Regions from separate parts of the Lactuca sativa genome. Here region 1 is linked to region 2. Evidence: chromatin contacts called from public Hi-C data. All regions are on one chromosome and are shown on one strand. The core of a region is the stretch at or near the end of the contact, and the rest is flanking DNA. Distances in the headings are between cores, read along the strand shown.

What was found. Hi-C and Micro-C count contacts between places; a contact is called where the count stands out from the background.
Region 1: a Hi-C map of leaf shows a contact between it and region 2, with 5 times the contacts expected there. The contact joins the promoter of LOC111900244 here to the promoter of LOC111900247 in region 2. A contact is called at or near these places in 2 of 4 Hi-C or Micro-C datasets (both in leaf).

What each region holds. Positions count from the first base shown.
Region 1 is chr2:172,129,297-172,133,043 of Lsat_Salinas_v11, reverse strand. It overlaps LOC111900244 (protein RMD5 homolog), which reads left to right and starts at 1,833. Exons shown (of 3, transcript XM_023896117.3): 1 at 1,833-1,969; 2 at 2,922-3,021; 3 at 3,101-3,747. The coding sequence starts at 3,111.
Region 2 is chr2:171,959,569-171,963,503 of Lsat_Salinas_v11, reverse strand. LOC111900247 reads left to right here and starts at 1,848. Exons shown (of 4, transcript XM_042899268.2): 1 at 1,848-2,445; 2 at 2,889-3,454; 3 at 3,539-3,935. The coding sequence starts at 2,079.

The sequences.
Region 1 (3,747 bases), core at 584-3,083, 170 kb before region 2:
TTATAGTTGATATTGTTCTTCAACTGTGGGTTTCAAGTTAGTAAAGGATTGAAAAAAAGTCATCATTTACGAGGTTCAATCGAAATATAACATCGGTTGTCATTCTAGTTGAATTTTTGAACTTTTGAGAAAAATTAACCCGAGGGAACTGAACATTATAACAAGCATCAGAAGTGGGGGTTACCGGTGCTTAATTTCAACTATGTAACTATATCAATTTCGCATTTCGAAAACAATAGGTTGTGCTAAGATCAAACTGCTTTTACGTTCATGTTTAAGACTTATTAGAGATCGAGTTACACAACTTATGCTTGATGTTATGCTTGTTCAGTTCAATTATGTTCAATTCTGTTCAGTCATGTCCTGTTCTTTTGTTTTTGTTTGGTAAATTTAGGCGAATTTATGGGGAAGAAAAGTATTATGAATCTATCAACACAATGAGATATGGAGTTACTTTTGGTTCACTTAATTCAAGAGAATATAGCTATGGTGAGTTGCTTTAAGTAAAATATCTTATACTAACATTCTTTATTTGTAACCTAAAATTTACATATGCTTCTAATGTTGGAATGGAACAAGATTCCATTTGTGAATTGTGAGGTTAGTTTGGTATGAAACAAAATTTGCATATGGTTTTATGTTTTGCCATTGGGGTGAAAATACATAGTTTACCTTGTTAATATTTTAGTTACTTAATCTTGATGATATTGACATGATAGTGAGAGCTTTAGAAAAAGACTAGTTTAGCTTTTAGCGATTTTGGGCATGAATAATGAATCGTAGCACATGGAGTGCAAAGCTTTTTTCTTTAAAGGAAACATAGAAATTAAAGTAAAGTGGTGATGTTGTCCAGTTGACATGACATTTTATGTTCAAATTTAATCAACAATCTTTGTTGATGATTTTATAGAATGTGAAAATGTAATAACATTGATGATGACGTGATACGCTTCAATATGAAATAAATAATAACTTCAAACTAAATTTCATTTTTGGCTTATATTTGCTTTCGTTATTATTTTTATTTTTTAAGTGGTCGAGTTTGCTGGACATTACACATATAAAAGCTTGTTGTAATCATTATTAGAGTCAACTTATTATTATTTCAAACTAGCTTTAAATACAGTTATATCGCCTATGACATAATTATGTTGATTTATTAAAGGGATAATCACAAAACAACCAAATGATTAGGAAGAAATAATGTAAATGATCCACGTTTTATCCATTTTTCCAAATGACCAACAATTTTGAAATTGGGATGTATTTTTTTTTTTTAAATTTGTACTTATCAAAAAATCGGATAGCTATTAAAGTATAACGTAAGAAAGGAGTCAAAGGACCGAGCTGATTTCTATAGCACATTAAATCCACAATATAACAACTTTTTATACCTTTTATCATAAGTTACATTTCAATTAACGAAGACACGTTTTCTGTAAATTTTGAATTTATTTTTTGAAATTTTGGATGTGATCATTTTTACTTTGTTTGCAATGTTTAGTCTGAAATCTAAATGTACTTTTGATTGATAAAGTTTATTTTAGTCTAAAATGTAATTCTTTGAACATTATGGTCATTTGGGTTAGTCATTTTTAAGATTATCACTTTATTAAACAAACATATCCAAACACAAGTCCGTTCAATTTAGGCATACATATCTCAACTAAACACATTGATCTCATGAATCATGAGAATTGATAAGCCATTATGTTTATTTTCTGAGACAGAAACGATGTCGGTTTAAGGTTTAAGTCGTCCACATTTGAAAATAAATTAATTGACTTGAAAAGTTGAGGAAAAATAAAATTACGGGGGAAGAATTGGAAAACTAAGGAAATGAAAGGGCATCTAAGTAAATTGAACAAAATCTCCCATCATAAAGCGTACACTTCTCAAACTTCTTCAATTTTACACACAAATCTCTGGTGCGGAACTCCCTTCTCCGCCCCTCTCCCCCTGGTAACTGGTAAGGTACTCTCTCCCCCTCTCCATGTCTTCCTGTTAATCGCTCTATGTTTTACATGTGGTTCATGCATATATTGCCATACTTAATGGCGGAATCTATCGTTTTTATGTTTGCGTGTGTTTTTTCTTTCAGTATGATTACTTTATCACTTTATGTTACGTCGATCTGGAGTCTTAATCACTCGTTTTCCAATCTATTGCGACAGTTTGAGATTTCTCAATTCGTGTACTGAAAATTTTGTTTGACGAAATTGATAGCTGATTATAGATCGTCAGATTTGACTGGATCGATGGATGAATCTGTTGGACGATCGATATAAACAGTAAGCTTTGTTGCTTGGATATGTCGGTTGACTTGCATATAGAAAGTGTTGTGTATATATTCATCCGTCTGATGATTATAATCATGGAGGGTTTGGCTAAGGATCTTTGAGTTATGAAAACTTGGTTTAGTGGTTTAATGATTCAGCTCTTTATGTTACTAATATCTAAATATGATAAGATCAGGATCTTTGAGTTATGAAAACTGGTTTTTGAAATTCAAACCTTCTAATTTCTAGATTTTAGGCTGTGTTTTTCAATTTTGTTGTTCCAAAGCTTTGTTTAGATTTTAATGTGGTAATTATGATCCTATAAGGTTTCTTACACATTCTTTATAACCTTTCCTCTGGCTTTTTGAAGTTTTATCATCTGTTCTTTTTGCCTTTTTCCCCCAATTTTGTTGTGTTTCACTAAACAAGAATGTCATAGTTAATATTGTTTGCAAGTTCTAATATCTTTTACTTACCAATCTGAACTTTCCTTCTCATAATAACAAAATGTCCCTTCACTAGATTACTCACCCATATCAGTATGTATCTGATACTAGTAAGAATGAGATATTGCATTTATTGCTTGTGTTGGAAAGAAGAAACCTCAAAGATGTTTGTCATTAATGGTGCTCTTTTTTTCAGGTTTTTAAGAAACTCAGATAGCTTATGGGGTTTTATTACAGACATTCAAGACTGTAACATATAAATCTCTCCCACTGTTCTACAATCAAATTGACTTCAGGTAACACATATTCAATACAGACATTCTCAAGTAAGGTTAAACTTTATGTTCTCATGGCTCCAAGATCTTTGTTTTATAGGTACTAAACTATGGAACTGAATCCTATCAAAGATGCATTCGATTCTGTCATCAAAAAGCAGACTCTTTCCTCCTCGAAAATCGAGGACACAATCGAACAAATCACCCAAGAAATTCAACAAACATTATCAGGAATCCAATCCGCCATTAATGTCCCTTCCTCTCAACCCAAGTTAATCCTGGGTGAACTAAAAACCAAATTGAAAGAAATCGCTCCACTTAATCACCTCGAAGCTACACAAAAGGAACTCAACATCGCAATGAGCAAATACACTAAACTCCTCGAGAAACAATTCTATCCTGACATTTCAAAGTCTTACAGAAACGTCGATTTCGATACCCACATAATCAACCAAATAATCGCTAGTCACTTATATCGTGAAAGCATGTTTGAAATCGGCGATTGTTTCATAAACGAAGCTCACGAAGAAGAAACCATCGTCGACAAAAAAACCCAATTCTTAGAAATGTATGAAATTCTCGAATCCATGAAGTCACATGACCTAACTCCCGCTTTGAAATGGGCCACGACTAACCACGACAAGCTCCAAAAAACCGGATCCGACATCGAATTACAACTCCATCGTTTACAATTCTTGGAAATTCTTCAAAATGGTAGTCGAGATGAAGCTCTGAAATACGGAAGAA
Region 2 (3,935 bases), core at 599-3,098:
TCCTTCCTTCTTTGATGGTCATGGTTGTTCAAGTTAAGTTTCTTTGCAAAATTCGGAGAACCCGGTTGTCAAGGTTATGGTTATCTTCGGTAAGGTTGTTGGTATATGAAAGCGGATTGAAAGGGTTGTTGATAAGGTTGGAAGTGTTAATATTGTTTTTGAAAAAAAAATGGTCTTTGTGGGATAGAGGATCCACTTTGGATCAAGTTCACAAAACCACCATGGGGTGATTCTATGTTCAGATATTGATGAGGTGTTGTGTCTAACCCAAAAGTATTTTTGAAATTGTAGTTTCAATTTGTCGATGAAGTGTTTTGATTGCCCATAAGAAGATATATATATATATATATATATATATATATATATATATATATATATATATAGTGTGTGTGTGTGTAGTAGAGGAAGAGGAGATGTAACACTCTTGTTCAAGTAGTTTCATTTGTGACCCTTAGTATGAGAATTGTTTGCAAAATTGACCCCTTGGCACTTAAATGAAAAACACAAAGTTGTGTGCGTACGTTGGGCGAACCCAAACGTACGTGGTTGTTTACTCCAATGTTATCCATAACTGGTAGTTATAGAGGGTATGTCCATGTATGACATCATGAAATAGACAAAAACTATGTAGTCGAAGTTTATTTGTTCCTTCTGCCTTAACAGGAGAATCGATATCTATGACCTTCTCGATGATTTGGTGTTGATATCTAAAGTGCTTGGCCGAGCCCTGACTAGAATTAATATGTTCAATTTAGTATTCAGATGCAATCGTCACAAATCAATATCGGAAAACATAATCCTGAATTATGAGATTTACCATTATCCATGTCTAGAATTCATAGAGATATTTAGAACGAACAGATAGTTGATTAGTTATCTAAGGGCTAAATCTTGATGAGATCAAGAGTTCGGTAGTAACATTGGATGACTTACTCTCTGGTGATTATTAGAGAAATATTAGACCTCGTATAGATGATGGCTTGTCCAAGTGGAACACTGTTGATAATATTTCTAATGATAACAGGGTTCTTTGGGTTGCCATCAAGAACCAAATTGAGTAGAATAAATAAAGAAAAAAAATTAGTTTATTAATTATTAGGTGTAAGACCCGTATATTATACGGGTCGTCGATTAAAAAAACTAAATATTAAAATTTAAATAATAAGCATTTTTAAATAAAAAATAAAGAAACATATTAATTACAATTTATTATCATATTTATTACATTTAATACTTTACCTATATAAGTAAAGGTATTATGTGACTTTTAATTTTAAAAATTGAAAAACTCATAAATTGACATATGAATATTATTTACTTAAAAAATATCTTAAAATGACAAAATTATTTTCATTTATTAGGGATGATTATGGTTAATATATAATTAGAAGCAATCGATTCGCGAAAAATATAAGCTAAACTGCAAATGAAATTTCGATGTTATGTTTTATTCTAGTTCTCTCTTTTTTTTTTCTTTTAGTTTTTTAATTTTTCACTTCATGTTTTTAAAGGTTTTTAATGTAATTTTTAATTTTATGTTATTTTTATTTCTAAAATGTAATTTTTAAATTTAGTATGGTTTTTTAAAAAGTTCTTATTTTTTATTGAAATAAAAAAAAAAGATAAAAATAAAACTCATAGATAAACTATTTACCGTACATGTGAAATTTATAAAAAAATGTTAAAGTTGACGTGGCTCCTACGTAACACCTTTTTACCGTAAAAAACACCATATCCCTTAGACTAAGTGTCGTGTCAATTTCTCATATGACAGTTGAGACTTATAAAATTTATGATTGTTTTTGAAAAACTCTTAGTATTTATTTAAATCTACTTTTTTAATAAATTTAGTTTTTTTTCTTCTTCTCTTGTATTAATAATTGATATTGATATAATGTTATAAAGTATAAACCATCGTTACCTATTGCTTAGACAAATTGGGCTGAATAACCTCAGGCCCAGGTTTTATTCGTTCGTCTTCACTTTCACCTTCCCTTTGAACAGTCGATTTTCCCTCCACTCCTCCAGAACTCAGTCGCCTAGTCTTCGTGGCAAACGTACACCAGGTGTTTGTGAAAATGCTCCATAAAAATTCATCGAAGAAGGATAGAACGCCAGCCTATCCACTCCGAAGATCTCCAAGATTTCTCCAAGTTGTGCTCGTGGATCCTGAAGACCCAAGAACCCCTAAGCCAGAACCACGGAGGACCCGAATTCCTTCTTCAGCGACTCCTCTCAACTTCACAGAAAAGGTAAAGATTTCTTCCCGAGGGAGAAGCCTAGGATCTAAGTCAGAAGGATGTTCACAGAAACATCGTGAATCTCGTAATGCCAGAAAAAAGTCTGATAATTCGAAAACTAGGTCGACAAGATCTACCAGACTGACTCCTTGTGCCGAAGAGCGCACTGAAGAAAAGTCATCACGTAGTTCAAAACGGAGAAACAGTAAGTGTTTTTTTGCTTTCATTTTGTTTTACTTGCAATGGTTCAGCTAATTAGTTATTCGAATTACATATCTTTTTTTGCTCTGAATGGTCCACGAGTTTCAATTGAGATCAACTCTAGTTCACTAAATTGCAATTCCTTGATTCAAGATGCTTAACTTACGATTTCATTATCCTTCCTCTTCCCTGCTTTAATAGTAAAGACCTAAGAGCTATTGTTTAATTCTTGTGGTCAAATGTAGTTATTCCTGTATTCAGAATTGATATGGTTGAAGTTACAAATCCAACACCACCATTCTTTCAATCTAGTTATTGTTGCAAAGTTTGGGATGATAAAGAAATGTAGGTTCTATCCTTTTCACCTTGAAAGTGGAACTATTTTTTCCTTTCCTGCATATATTTTTTGTTATTTTCTTCCCTTGTAATTTGAAATCTAATATGTAGGGGAATTCAAGAGGCGAGTAACACGCAGCTCTTCTCATGGGGATGTAGATACAAATGTTAAGAAGACCAGCTATGGTGGTTTTACTGGAAATACAGGCAATGATTGTTTATTAACCCAAGTGGATACAAATACATCTAGAAGATGTAAGTCTACATTGCTAAAGAAGAAAGTGAAAAACAGTAAGAAAAAATGGGAGAATAATTCTGACCGATTTCAAACTTTGGCATTTGATGATAATCCAAATGAAGGGGCTTTACTTTTACCAATCACAGAAAATCCAACTTTGGATGAAGAATTACCCAAAAAAAGTATAGCTAAATTGGCAAATCAAAATGAAGTTGCCATTACAACTCCTAGTATATCGCATGATGAACAACAACCCATGAACAAGAAGGATACTATTAAGAAAAATCAAAAGAATATCGGGGTTAAAAGAAAAAGAAATCAGCACGAGGGCAATTCAGGAATTTCTCATGGTTGGACCAAAGATCAAGAATCAGCATTGGAAAGAGCTTACCTTCAAGCAAAGCCCACCCCACACTTCTGGAAGAAAGTTTCCAAACTGGTAATTCACTTTTCATCCTAATTCCTAAATATAAAATCCATATGTACATGATGATGTCATCACTCCTTGTAATTAATTACACAGGTGCCTGGAAAATCTGCACAGGAATGTTTTGACAAAGTACATGGAAGCCACCTAACACCCCCTCCACCTCGCCTTCGTTCCCGGGCCCGCTTACCAAATTCACAAGACCCGGTTTTATCAGCAAGCAAATTTCTCAGTTCTTCAAGTCCCACAACTAAAAAGCCCAAATCTTATAAACAAAAGAGTCATGTAATCCAAAGAAACGTAAGACACATGTTACAAAATCAGTATAATAAAGGGGAACAAGATTCTTCAGAAGCTGACCTATTCTCAGTTCTTGAGCCCACTTTCACAGAGTCCTTAACCTCTCTCACGACACCTGTACGCCACCTGGACATGGATGTGGCATTCAAGAGATCTTCTTCAACAGCTCATTATAAAAAGAGTCTTTCAAGAT